Linked DNA regions of Mus musculus: region 1 is linked to region 2. A link is a contact called in public targeted proximity ligation data. All regions are on one chromosome and are shown on one strand. The core of a region is the stretch at or near the end of the contact, and the rest is flanking DNA. Distances in the headings are between cores, read along the strand shown. Region 1 holds the start of Cutc (cutC copper transporter). Region 2 holds the start of Ptar1 (protein prenyltransferase alpha subunit repeat containing 1).

Evidence for each region.
Region 1: a contact with region 2 is called in a targeted proximity ligation map of thymic regulatory T cells, with 27 times the contacts expected there. A contact is called at or near these places in 1 of 39 promoter capture datasets (pre-B cells), 9 of 484 Hi-C or Micro-C datasets (CD4 T cells, CD8 T cells, double positive thymocytes and 3 more), 1 of 130 datasets of targeted methods (thymic regulatory T cells) and 2 of 9 other capture datasets (adipose tissue and liver).

What each region holds. Positions count from the first base shown.
Region 1 is chr19:43,751,571-43,757,888 of GRCm38.p6, reverse strand. Cutc (cutC copper transporter) reads right to left here and starts at 4,866. Exons shown (of 9, transcript NM_001113562.1): 1 at 4,669-4,866; 2 at 2,198-2,269. The coding sequence starts at 4,726. Cox15 (cytochrome c oxidase assembly protein 15) reads left to right here and starts at 4,889. Exons shown (of 9, transcript NM_144874.4): 1 at 4,889-5,067. The coding sequence starts at 4,978.
Region 2 is chr19:23,685,085-23,691,701 of GRCm38.p6, reverse strand. Ptar1 (protein prenyltransferase alpha subunit repeat containing 1) reads right to left here and starts at 4,302. Exons shown (of 7, transcript NM_028208.1): 1 at 4,157-4,302. The coding sequence starts at 4,242.

The sequences.
Region 1 (6,318 bases), core at 3,617-6,116, about 20 Mb before region 2:
CCCAGTTGGCAAGGAGAAGAAAGCAGTTGCGGGGGGTGGGGGGGTGGGGGTGGGGCAGAAAAAGAGAGAGACCTGGGTGGGAAAGGGGAAAGGGACAGGAAGAGGGGAACATGATCAGGTATGGGTGGGGGAGGTCAGGGGAAGACAGGACTGAAGCCCTGAGGGCCAGCACAAAGAATGGAAACAGGTAACTTTGGGAGCTAGGACCCTCTAGAAAGTACTGGAGACCTGGGAGGTGAAAGACTCTCAGGACTCAAAGGGAGGGACCTTGGATGAAGTGCTCTACAGTGGGGAGGGGGAACTTAGAGTACTAGAGGTGGACTCTACAAATTCCTCCAGCGTTAAGATAGGGCATTAAGTGGAGGGATGGGGTTGCCACCACAGTCAAAAGCTCTGACACAGAATTGTTCCTGTCTGAAGGAACTGCAGGGACAAAAATGGAGAAGAGCATGAGAGAAAGAAGGTCCAGCGACAGGGCCAAATTGGGATCCATCTCAAGGGAAGGATCCAAGGCCTGACACTATTACTGATGCTATGGTGTGTTTATAGGCAGGAGCCTAGCATGGTATCCCTTTGAGAGACCCAACAAGCAGCTGAAAGAGTCAGATGCATATACTAGCATCCAACAAATGGACAGAAGCTGGGGACCCCTGTGGTTGAATTGGAGAAAAGCTGGAAGAAGCTGAGGAGGAGGTGGCTCCAGGGGAAGACCAGCAGTCTCAACTGACCTGGACCTCAGAGATCTCTCAGACACTGAGCCACCAACCAGGCAGCATACAACAGTTGATATGAGGCCCCCAACACATATACAGAAGAGGACTTCCTGGTCTAGCCTCAGTGAAAGAAGATGTACCTAACCCTCAAGAGATTTGAGGCCCCAGGGAGCGGGGAGGTCTAGTGGGGTAGGGGTGGGGACATACTCTTGGAGACAGGAGAGGGGGAGGGGAGGAGGGATGGGATGGGGGGGAGACTGGGAGGGGGATGAAGTCTAGACTGTAGAAAGGGATTAAAGAATAAAAAGTAAGCCGGGCAGTTATGGTACACGCCTTTAATCCTAGCACTTGGGAGGCAGAGGCAGGCAGATTTCTGAGTTCAAGGCCAGCCTGGTCTACAGAGTGAGTTCCAGGACAGCCAGGGCTATAGAGAGAAACCCTGTCTTGAAAAACCAAAATAATAATAATAATAATAATAAATTAATTTTAAAAATATTAAAGAGTTGCTGTGGACAGGGAATAAAGGCAGTATTAGGAGAAAAGAGTAGAAAGTAACATCAAGGTTTCAAAACATTCCTCATTCCTCAGAGCTTTAAAAAGCAAACCAGTTACTTTGGAGTATCTATCAAGGTAATTTTGAGATGAAGGGAATGGTGATAGGGAAGGAACTTTCAGACTACTGGGATTGTATTAAAAGGTCTCAGCAACAAGGCTCTCACAAGCCAAAGATAGGACATTATAAGCACCAATAAATAAAATAACTATGATAGATTAAAACACATATTTGACTAGACTAGGATTCCCCTAGTAGACACATCTCTTGAGTGCATCTTTGAGGGAGTTTCCAGAGAAGTTTCACTGAGAAGTAAAGATTCACATTGTATGTGGGTAGCACTATTTCATAGGCTGGAGTTCCAAACCAAAAACAGAGAGGAAGCCAACTGAGCACCAGCATCCATTTCTGTTTCCTGACTACAGACACAATGTAAGACACAGACACAGCTGTCTCACCACGCTCTGCTGCCATGCCTTCAGTGCTTCAAACTGGGAGCCAAACTAAACTCTTATGCTCAGACCCCTAAGAGATCTTTAAACTCTTTCAAACTTTTAAATTTGTGTCAAGTGCAATAAAATAATCATGTTAATGAGTTAGCAGGATTATAGACACTTGACTTGAAATGTGGCCTGCTTGGGGAATGGGGAGATTAGACAGATTAGACCATGCTGGGACTGTAAGCACGCACCACCACACCAAGCTCTTCAGTAGGTTTTCTAGTTAGTTGTTTCTGAAAGGACTGTTGCTATTGGAGAGATGACAAGGCTTTTTAAATTTTTTTAATGGAGTCTCAATAACTCACATGGAACTCATAGTGGCACTTCTGCTGTAGCCTCCCACGTGCAAAGCTTTTGAGGTCAGTTCATAGGATTCATTTTCAGACTCTCAAAAGGTTGCCAGCCATCATGTATCATCTAGTTTTCCTTACCTCCTCTTTCTGCATTCACAGCGGACTCCACCGAATCTACACACACTTCCATAAGAAATCCATTTCCTGCTCCTAAAATATATGAACAGACATTCTTGAAGGAACTAGCAATTAATACAAATCTCCCATAAATACTTCATAATTTTGCTGCCTGAATTCACATGTGCAATAGAATAATAAATTGATGCACTAAGGCCCATCTATGTGGTAAAATGTCATTCATTAAAATTGACATCTCTAGACCATGAAATAGATATACAGACACACACATAAGAAACCAAACTGAAACCATCTTTACTACACAGTAAATGGGACACTAATCTCCCTAACACAGAGACCTCATCCCCGTGTATCCCAGCTCAGACTCTCAGAGTGTTTCTCAATGCCAGGCGTTATAAAAAACGAGAATTGGATTTCAAACCCTGGTCCCACTACTTTATTCCCTGTGTGATCCCAGACAAGTTACTTACATTTTCTATAAAACAAGAGTGGGCTTCAGTTCCTACCTCAGGGTACTGAACACTGAGATAACTTACATAAAGGCTCTCATACTAAGCATTCAAACCCATTAAGATACAGGGTTTCCTCTTTATGACTCATTCCCTTCAGTCTCCATTTTTGCCAATGATTATACTATCTCAGTTGACAAAACCCTTCTAGTTTAATCTTCGAATGCTAAACTTTTCCAAGGACCATACCAAGTCACATTTCCACGTTTTTTTTTTTTCCTCCCAAAGTAGAAACTTTTATCTACTTCTTTTGAACTCCAATAACTTGAGTTTATATATTTCTCACTAAACCCCTAGTTTCACCTCTTATTTATGAGATAAACATCTGGTCGTTATAGTTGACGTGAAGTTCCTTAATAAGGTCATTATAAGGATTCTTTATAGTCACCTCTCAGAAAGCAAAGGTCGGTCCTACCATGCTAACAAGTCAAATATACAGTAAAATCTGAATTACAGATTCATATGTTGATAATAAAAAGTGTGGTGTTAGCAGCTTTGGGGTTTTCCTGCAAGTTAAATGTATAACTCATTTTTAAAAAAGATTTATTTAATTTTTATTTATATGAATACACTGCAGCTGTCTTCAGACCCACACTAGAAGAGGGCATCAGATCCCATTACTGATGGTTGTGAGCCACCATGTAGTTGCTGGGAATTGAACTCAGGTTCAATTGAAGAGCAGTCAGTGCTCTTAACCGCTGAGCCATCTCTTCAGCCCATATAACTCACTTTTAGTTATCAGTTTTAAATGTTGGAGCCTAGAAAATGGCTCAATGGGTAAAGCTACTTACTGTGCAAGTCTGACAACCTGAGCTCATTCCCTGAATGTATTTAAAGTTGGAAGGAGAGAATTAACTCGACAAAGCTGTCCTCAGACCTCCACACACTTACTATGGCACATGTACCCACCCCCACACAATAATTACCAACACACTTTTAAAGTGTTTAATTCATGCTTCATGTATTGATCTCTGCGAGAACAGTCACCACATTCTAATAGTGGTTACTCCTGGGCAATGAATTTGGAATTATTTTTACCTTTCTATATTGCTTGACTTCTTCTACCTGATATTGCTTTTATGATGAAAGATTACTTGGAGAAACAAACAAAAATCTGTCACCTCCTAATAAGTTGCAATAGTCATTGATTTAATAAAAGACTATCAGTCCCATAGATTAGGATTCAAACATTAACCAATGGTCGTAAACAACAATACAGTAACTCCACAAATCTGGTAACAGCCCCACCAGTGGGGCTGAAGATGCTGAAGGAGTATCAGGAGCTCCATACAAAAGTATGGGAATGTCTACAAACTGTTGCAACAGGAGCCTGAGCAAAAAGCAAAAAGTAGGGATCAAAAAAGACATTTGAAGCAGTAGTGCTCAAAGTTAGAGACTCCAGATGGCTTTGGGGAGTCTGTGTCTGTATTTGCCTCTTGGGAGCGGACTGCAGCTTTAGAACACTTAAACACGCTGAGACAGGTATGAGAATCCAACTACCTTCCATCAAGTGAGATATTAAAAGAGATTTGCAAAATACAGAGCATTGCCCCTTTTGCTGTTTTGTTTAGGGATATTTATCCTTCATAAAAGTTATTTGTCTTGACATATTAATAGGCATATCTCCCGCAGGAAGCAACCAGTCATCTGTTACGCAATGGCTGTGGGAACGGATCCCACTCGCCACCCTCGGTGGCAGCTCTAGGTTGTAGAGCTGTCACCACACTTTTATTATCTACCACAGAGACAGGGAGGTGGTATGGTGCCCTCTTGTGGCCCTAGGGGCGGCGGGACGCTGAGGGCACTTGCGAGACTGGCGGGGATCCAGGAGCAGCTGAGGGACTGCGTGACTGCCCGGGACTCCGGAGCACTGAGAAACTCGACCGCGGGAAAGCCTGGCAAGCCGGGACCCACCCCGGGGTCCACCGGCCGACCGCCCCCCTGCCCCGCCACCTTCCGCACCCGCCTTCCCCGACGATATCCACGCCTGTTTCCGCTCGCAAGAAGCCCCTTTCTTCATGCTTCCCGCGTTCCTCCCTCGCTCGCCTTCGGTTTCCACTGAGTCCCCGCGGCCGCGCGAGCGACGGAGGAGGCGCGTCCCCGACGCCCGTGCCCGGCAGCCTCCCAGGGAGTCGTGCGTGCACGCGCAGTGGCCAACCTAGCGCGAGGGGGCGCGCACGACGCCTGACCCGGAAGTGCTTGTTCTTTCGGGAGCGGAGAAGCGGACCGCAGCTCGCTGGGGCGCTCCGGCAGTGGCGCTGTACTGTCAGCATGCAACGGTTGCTCCTTCCGTCCCTGAGGGCCTTGACGGGGAGCCGCAATGTCGGGCTCCTGGTCCCTAGGGTGGCGTCCAGAACACAGGTACCCACTCCTGCTGGCTCGGATCACGGAAGCCGGGCTGGGATAAAAAAGGCCAGGATAAAGTAAACGGACCGCCCTGCAAGTCCGGCTCGCCTTCTCATTTCAGGACATATTTCCTTGTGTCCCGACACCTCCCTGAATGCGGATCCGGAAATATTACCCACTGCTGTGTATGACTGACCAATTTACTTAGCTTTTAAGTTTCAATTTCCTTTTCTGTAGAATGGGAGAACGACCTGTTACACAAGGTGTTTGTAAGGATTAAAATTTTAAATATACATCAAACCCTTAGCACGTGATAAAGGCTCAGTAATTTTTCTTTTCTTTTTATTTTATTTATTTATGCATTTATTTGCACATTTGGTTTTTGCTAAAAGCCACCAGGCAGTCAGGAACTCCTATGTAGCCCCATTCCACAGTGAAGGAAATTGAGACTTACTTTAAGTTGCTTGTCTAAGATACCCAGTTACTTAGAAGTAGGAAACTGAACATACTTTTTTTTTTTTTTTTTTTTTTTTGGTTTTTCGAGACAGGGTTTCTCTGTGTAGCCCTGGCTGTCCTGGAACTCACTTTGTAGACCAGGCTGGCCTTGAACTTAGAAATCCACCTGCCTCTGCCTCCCGAGTGCTGGGACTAAAGGTGTGCGCTACTACCGCCCGGCCAACATATTTTTGCTCTTAGTGTTAGACTCAAAAGAAGACATGTATTCTCTTCTCTGATAATCAGTAGTAAAAGGTGAAAGATCTTTATGGTGTGAAGAGAAACCAGAGAATTCTAGAGTTTGTTATGTTCCTGGAAAAAAAAATATGCCCACATAGTGCCTGCCCTTGAGGAGTCAGTTCATTCAATTGTTAGTTCGAGTACCAAATATGTATTAGGTCTTGCTGTGTAAGGACCCAGTACTACAAAGGGAGCAAGAGGAAGAGCTCCCAGCTTAGTGGGGCATAGGGACAGATCACCTGATACATGACTGTGTGTTAAGGCTTGTGGTAGGGAAGGTACTTTGTGCTGTGACAGTAACCTGTTGTAAGATCCAGGAAAGTCTGGGGCATAACGATGCCAGCCCCGATCTCCAGTGGGTAGTATAAATGGAAGTGTGTGGGAGGGAATAGCACATTTAGAGACTGAGAACCCAGTAAGAAAGGGCTCAGTAGTGCAGATGAGAGTCGGTGATTAACCAGAGCGGTAGCTGTGAAATGCAGCCTTACAGGGGCTTTACTCCAGTTAAATTGAGGATAAGTGTTGGTAGCA
Region 2 (6,617 bases), core at 3,053-5,552:
TTGGTATACATCTTTTTGCCATCCTTAAGTATTTTTACAGAATGTGAGATCACATTGGGCATAAGCTTTCGACAATACTCAACATGAACTCTGTAAAGTGTCACAACAGAACAAAAGACAGCCCAGGTTCAGGAAACTGTATCAATATCTTTATTGAATAGCTATTTCTGTCTTATAAGTTCTAATTCTTTTTAGAATGATTAAAAAGGACACAGTAAAATATCTATAAGAACTAATGCTTGTATATTAATCATTAAACCCCTAACTGGTAGTGAAGATATTTCCGAGACCTAGTAGGTCTCTGAAATAATTTTTAACTTTAAAGATAAATAACTTTGTATACCGCTGAAACTATATTACTGACATTATTTAGAAAAAACAGAAATTGCTGTTTATTGTATGCCACAGTCTGTATTTACTCTGAGCAATAATAATCTACAGTAAAAATCTTCACCCCATTTTACAGATAAGAGAATCTTACTTAAGTATATTGGACTAAAAATAAAACATGAAGATTCAAATCTAGGACTCAAATTCTAAACAAAAACTTTAAAAACTATACTATCATTTAAATGAGTAAACTACACGTGTAAGACCATTATATTCTTAGTTTCATATTCATCAATCTGCAGACAACTTTAAACTGTGTTTCATTATTATGCCCTTACTTAGTAGCCCTCCTATGGATTAAAAGTGTCTCAATTCAAATGCTAGCTTCCCTGAAAGAACTATCTTGGCCTTGTAAGTCAAATAAAGTCTCCTGGGTATCACTATTCATGATGTCTTCCTTACCTTTCTGCCTACTTTCACCAGTTATGTGTGGATCGGTTTGAAATCGCATTAAGGATAGAGCCCTTTGCTCAACTATGCGCTACTGGACATGCTCAGCTCCTGGTAGGACTAACCCTAGACGAGCATTTGGCCTGTCAAATGTGTGGGGTTTTTTTGTTTTGTTTTGTTTTGTTTTTGCTATACACATGAATGCAACAATTAGGCCAGAGAGTCAAGAACCTGCTCCGGTGTTCATGTTAAACACTGCCTCCCATGGGATACACCCAGCCTCCCTTCTCTTCCAATAGACAGCTAACGGATCGTCACTGGGAACTACACTGTACGGTTAATTTACTGTTCATGCAGGTTAAGTCTTAGGTCTTCACTAAAGCCACACCAGGCAACATAGTACTTACTTCTCATATAATTATGCTTAAAAATCAAAAGTTCGACTCTCATTCACATTAAGAACAGTCCCAAGTATCCAATAGCTACATATGGCTAGTATAGCAGATGCACAATTTAACCACACCAGAAATCTGGCTTCAGCACAAACTATATTTTGTACTTTTTGTCTCACATAGTGAATATGCACCTCAAATCAATGTAGATATTTGTGATGGTTTGTATATGCTTGGTCCAGGGAGTGGCACTATTAGGAGGTGTGGCCTTGGAGTGGGTGTGTCACTGTAGGCATGGGCTTAAGACCCTCATCCTAGCTGCCTGGAAGCCAGTCTTCTAGCAGCCTTCAGATGAAGATATAGAACTCTCAGCTTCTCCTGATCATGTCTGCTGGATGCTGCCATTCTCCCACTTTGATGATAATGGCCTGAACCTCTGAACCTGTAAGCCAGCCCCAATTAAATGTTGGTCTTTATAATAAGAGTTGCCTTGGTCACAGTGTCTGTTCATAGCAGTAAAGCCCTAACTAAAACAACATTCAATTGAAAAAGAACAATTTTCTGGATAAGAGAATATTAACATGATGACCTAATTAGGTTATACAGTAGATAGCTGCCTTCCACATTAAGGCACAGTCTATACCTCCTGGTAATAAATATTCCTGGGTCAAGCCACTAGTTGCAGAGAACCCAAAAGGATTCTCAGTCACCCATGTGAACAATATTTATGTTATGTTTTCCACTTTGCAAAGTGTTCTGGCAAGGAGTGGAGGGACCTAGGTTAACTGGCGCTCTGAATGCTCATTGGCCTTTCAAGATCAAGACAGCCTTGAGCCTGGGGGAACTCAGTCATAGCCGACAGAAGCATCGTTCCTATGTTCCTATAGCACAGAGCCTTTGGCTGCTTCAGGCAGACATTTCTACAGAAACAAAGTTAATATATTCAAGAGAGTAGATGGTAACAAATAAATTGGCAACCTATCTTAATTTGGAGAAGACAGGAAACAAAGGTAATTAATGAAAAACTTTTATAATACTGTTATTAGATAGTAACTTTAAAGGTAGATAATATCTGTTTTTAAAACTAGAAATACAGCCTTCTTGAGTCTAAAAAGGCTAGATTAAGCAAAGACATATTGGCACTTCTGAAAAGTCTAACACAAAAGACATTTTAAAAGATGGATAGAAGATACTCCTACTGTATGGAATATGTACTAAAATACAGCTGCTGACAAATACTAAACAATGAATTGAGCGATTTCAATGTTTACAGCTTACGAAACTTACTTCAAGTGCCCAACTTCTCTCAAGCCTTCACTTCTTTCAAACCTTTATAAATTCAAATGACCCAAATACTTACAAATAGCCATAAATTCTATGTTGACAGAGTATATATTAGTGAGACCGCAGAATAAAATTATGATGAAGAGAGAGGAGTTGAAGCCCTTTAGGAGTTTTTGATGATCCAGAAAAACAGAGACCTGATCCACATTCCACTGGGTCAACCTCCAGAACTAACTAATCATAATTTCGCCAAATATAGTATTTTTTGTCCACCTCAAAGATGAGAAACTGGAGTGATCACGATATTAAATGTCTAACCTTTGTTACAATGTTTTAGAAAATGACACCAGTGATTAAAAAATGAACCTTCTCACTTGCCCAGCTTCCCCCCCCCCCCCAAAGGATGTGTCTTTTACTTGCTCTGCAGCTGGAATTCTCAAAAAGGGCCTCAAAGACAGACACACAAGACATCAAAGCATTCCTTAAAAGGCCCAGCAGCCACTATGGCTACTGCCAGGAAATCACTCCAAACACTCATTGGGGAAAAAAGTCAGCAGTCAAAAGAGGAAAGGAGGACGACTTAGGGGCTGTCGGGGCTGGCAGGTATGTTTAGAGGCCAGTAGTCTTTTGTCTTGAAGGAAGTACAGTTTTAAGTCCTTAATTGAGAGAAGAAAGCAGGCCATCTGAGGACTTCTAAATTCTTTTCTGAGATCATCTTGGAGGAAAAGAACACTTGATTAAAGTGTTTGGCCTTTCATTTAGTGGAAAAGCTAAGGAGGCTAGAATGCGTAAAAATAATTCATGTGTTTTAGTAAAAAAAATTAAAATATTAAAAATAAATTGTATAACCAATGAGAAAATAATACAAAACCGGACTTCATGTTTGTTTCCCCAGGAATGGGCTACATTCTGGCTTCTTATTCTTTTGTATACTGATGTAGGTAACTCTTTAGTAGCTTCCTTTCCATTCGTTAAAGGGAGAGTATCAGGAAAAGAAAAATACAATCTTAAGAGTATCTTCCTAGAGAGTAACAAATAAAATGGAAAGGGAGGAGAAAGAGATAATATATGTATCAGTTCAGGAGTGAACTTTTAGAAGGCAACAATGCTAGGTAAGAATGCCTTAAGATGCTCGTCTGTAACTTCGGACGCGCTACTAATAAAAAAAAAGTATCCAGTTTGCAACAGCTTTATAAGATCCACTCAGGTCACCTTCAAAAATTGTTACATCCGACTCGCTTTGCAATTTTGTGACAAGCGAGTCGAAAAGTCAAAGGCAGCTTCCAATCACCTTTAGTTAACCCGAAAGGGGGCTGTAGGGAGTATGATGGGGTGGATAATCCTCTATAGCCACGCACTGGATGCAACCGAGAGTCGCCTCCAAGACACAGAGACCCACGGTAGTGGCCCGCGGGGCAAGCGCATCCCGGCGGAGGGCGGCGGGGAGAAGAGTTGCCACAACTCCCGGGACGCGTCGCGCAGGGCAGAAAACTCCACGCTCCGACGTGGCTCTCGGAGGTCGCTCCCCGGCACTGCCCCGCCACGCGTCTTGGTAACGGCCAGCCGGCTCGGCGCGACAGTCCCAGCCGCGCTCCGCCTGTCGGAAGCGCGCGTGGGCCCCGAGCGGCCCCGGCGAGTGGACTAGAGCGCGGCCCCGAGCCGCCCCCGACGACCCCGGCGGCGCAGGGCGCGCCACTCACATGTGCGGGTTCCTTCGGAAGGCGTTGGTGATGTCCTTCACCACCCTCTGCACCAGCACCGCCACCTCCTCGTTCGACTCGGCCATGTTGGCGGCCGCCGCGATCGGGCGCGCCTCCGGCAGAGCCCAGCCGCCGGCGGGAGTTCCGCGGGGGCGCGCGCGCGCGCTGGCTCAGGCGCGTTCTCGCCGAGGCCGCCGAGCACTTCCGGGTCAGGGAGGGCCGCAGCACCGCTGGGTTGGGCCGGCTCTTCGAGCTCGGTGGCTTTTGGTGGAGTTTTGGTTCACTAGGCGTGGAGGAAGGAGGCTTCCCCCGCACTTCTCCGAGCAGCCGTGTCCCAGAGTGGCCTTTACCCAGGGACCTCCGGATGGCTGCACCAGGCCCGCTTCACCGGCCCACCCGGGGAGGAGGCGGGTTGCTGACCTCCTTTTGCACGCCTGTGCTACTTTATGCATGAAGTGTAAAGTAGCGCGTTTAGTTAGATCTTGTAATGTAGTAAGCAAAGGAAAGAAAGTACAGGAGAAAGAACCCTTCAGATCTCGGGGATAAGGTTAAAAACAAAAGTAACCCACTGTACTTCTGTACTTTTAGCATTTTTGATACATTTCGTGATCACTACGTTAATTTGGAGTATAAAATAAAATAAAGGCTTTGACAATTGTTCCTGACCTCTCTTGCTCCACAAATTATAAGATTGCTCTGTTCCATTTGGATTTTAAAAGTGTTGTAATTAAAATTTTTATTTTTATATATCAGGTTTATTTGTCCCTTCTAAGTACAAAGTTCTGACTGCCTCTAACTGGTGATGGTGTCTCCTCCTCCTCCTCCTCCTCCTCCTCCTCCTCCTCTCCCTCCTCCTCCTCCTCCTCCTCCCCGTCCTCCTCCTCCTCTTCCTCCTTCTCTGATGCTTGAAGTCTGTATCTTTTTAATTTTTGGTTTTTGGCCCTGGCAAGGTAGTGCGTGGCTGTGATCTTGGGAGGTAAAAACAGGAGGTGACATTCAAGGTTATCTTTGGCTGGGCTATTTGAAACTTGGATCTCTGAAAAGCAAACTGTGGTTGGTCCTGATCCTGGTGAAGAAACAAGAGACAGTCTACAAACTTGTGGAAAGCAAAACAGACCTGATTAAGACCCTAAAAGACTCTGACAAGCTCTGGGAGAAGCAGTGAGACAAATGGGGTGTGTTGCATCCCTAGACCAAGAGCAAGTTCAAGAGTCCTGTCGAAGAGTGATACCAGGGGCTGGAGAGATGGCTTAGCAATGAAGTACACTTGTTTTTAGCAACCACAACCACCTGTAACCCCAGCTCCAGATGATCCAACATCCTCTTCTGGCTTCTGTGGGAACATACACGCACACACATCTTTTACATTTTTTTAAAAAGTAATATGCTACTGGAGGTTCCTCGGAAAATTGGAAATAGGTCTACCTAAAGACCCAGCTATACCACTCTTGGGCATATACCCAAAAGATGCCCCACCATGCCACAGGGGCACATGCTCCACTATGTTCATAGCAGCCTTATTTGTGAGAGCCAGAAGCTGGAAACAACCCAGATGTCCCACAATGGAAGAATGGATACAGAAAATGTTCATTTACACAATGGAGTACAACTCAACTATTAAGAACAAGGACATTATGAGGTTTGCAGGCAAATGGATGGAACTACAAAATATCATTCTGAGTGAGGTAACTCAGGCCCAGAAGGATATGCATGGTATATACTCACTAATAAGTGGTTATTAGCCAAAAAACATATAGAATACCCAGAATACAATCTACAGAACTCAAGAAGGTTAACAAGCCAAAGGGCCCAAGTGAGGATGCCATAATCCCACTTGGGAGGGAGAAGAAAGCAATCATGGGGACTTGGGGGTAAGTGGCAGAGGGAGGGAGGAACCTGGGTGGGATAAGGGACAGGGAGGGAAAAGGGGGACATGATCAGGTATTGGAGGTGGGGACAGGACTGAAGCCCTGAGGCCCAGCCAAAAGAATGGAAACAGACAACCTTGGGAAATAAGAGGTGGGGGGACCCTCTAGAATGTGCCAGAGACCTGGGAGGTGAGAGACTCTCAGGACTAAAGGGAGGGACCTTAGATGAAATGCCCTACACTGGGGAGAGGGAACCTATAGAGCCTACCTCCAGCAGAAAGAAAGGGCATCATGTGAGGGATGGGGTTGCCATCCCACAGTCAAAATCTCCGACCCAGAATTGTTCCTGTCTAAAAGAACTGCAGGGACAAAAATGGACAAGAGCCTGAGGGACAGGAGGTCCAGTGACAGGCCCAAATTGGGAGTCAGCTCAAGGGGAGGCTCCAAGGCCTGACACTATTAATGATGCTCTGGCGTGCTTACAGAGAGGAGTCTACCATGGCCTTCTGAGAGGCTGCCCAAGCATCTGAGTCAGATGCAGATACTTATACCCAAGCAATGGACAGAAGCCAGGGACCCCTGTAGATGAATTA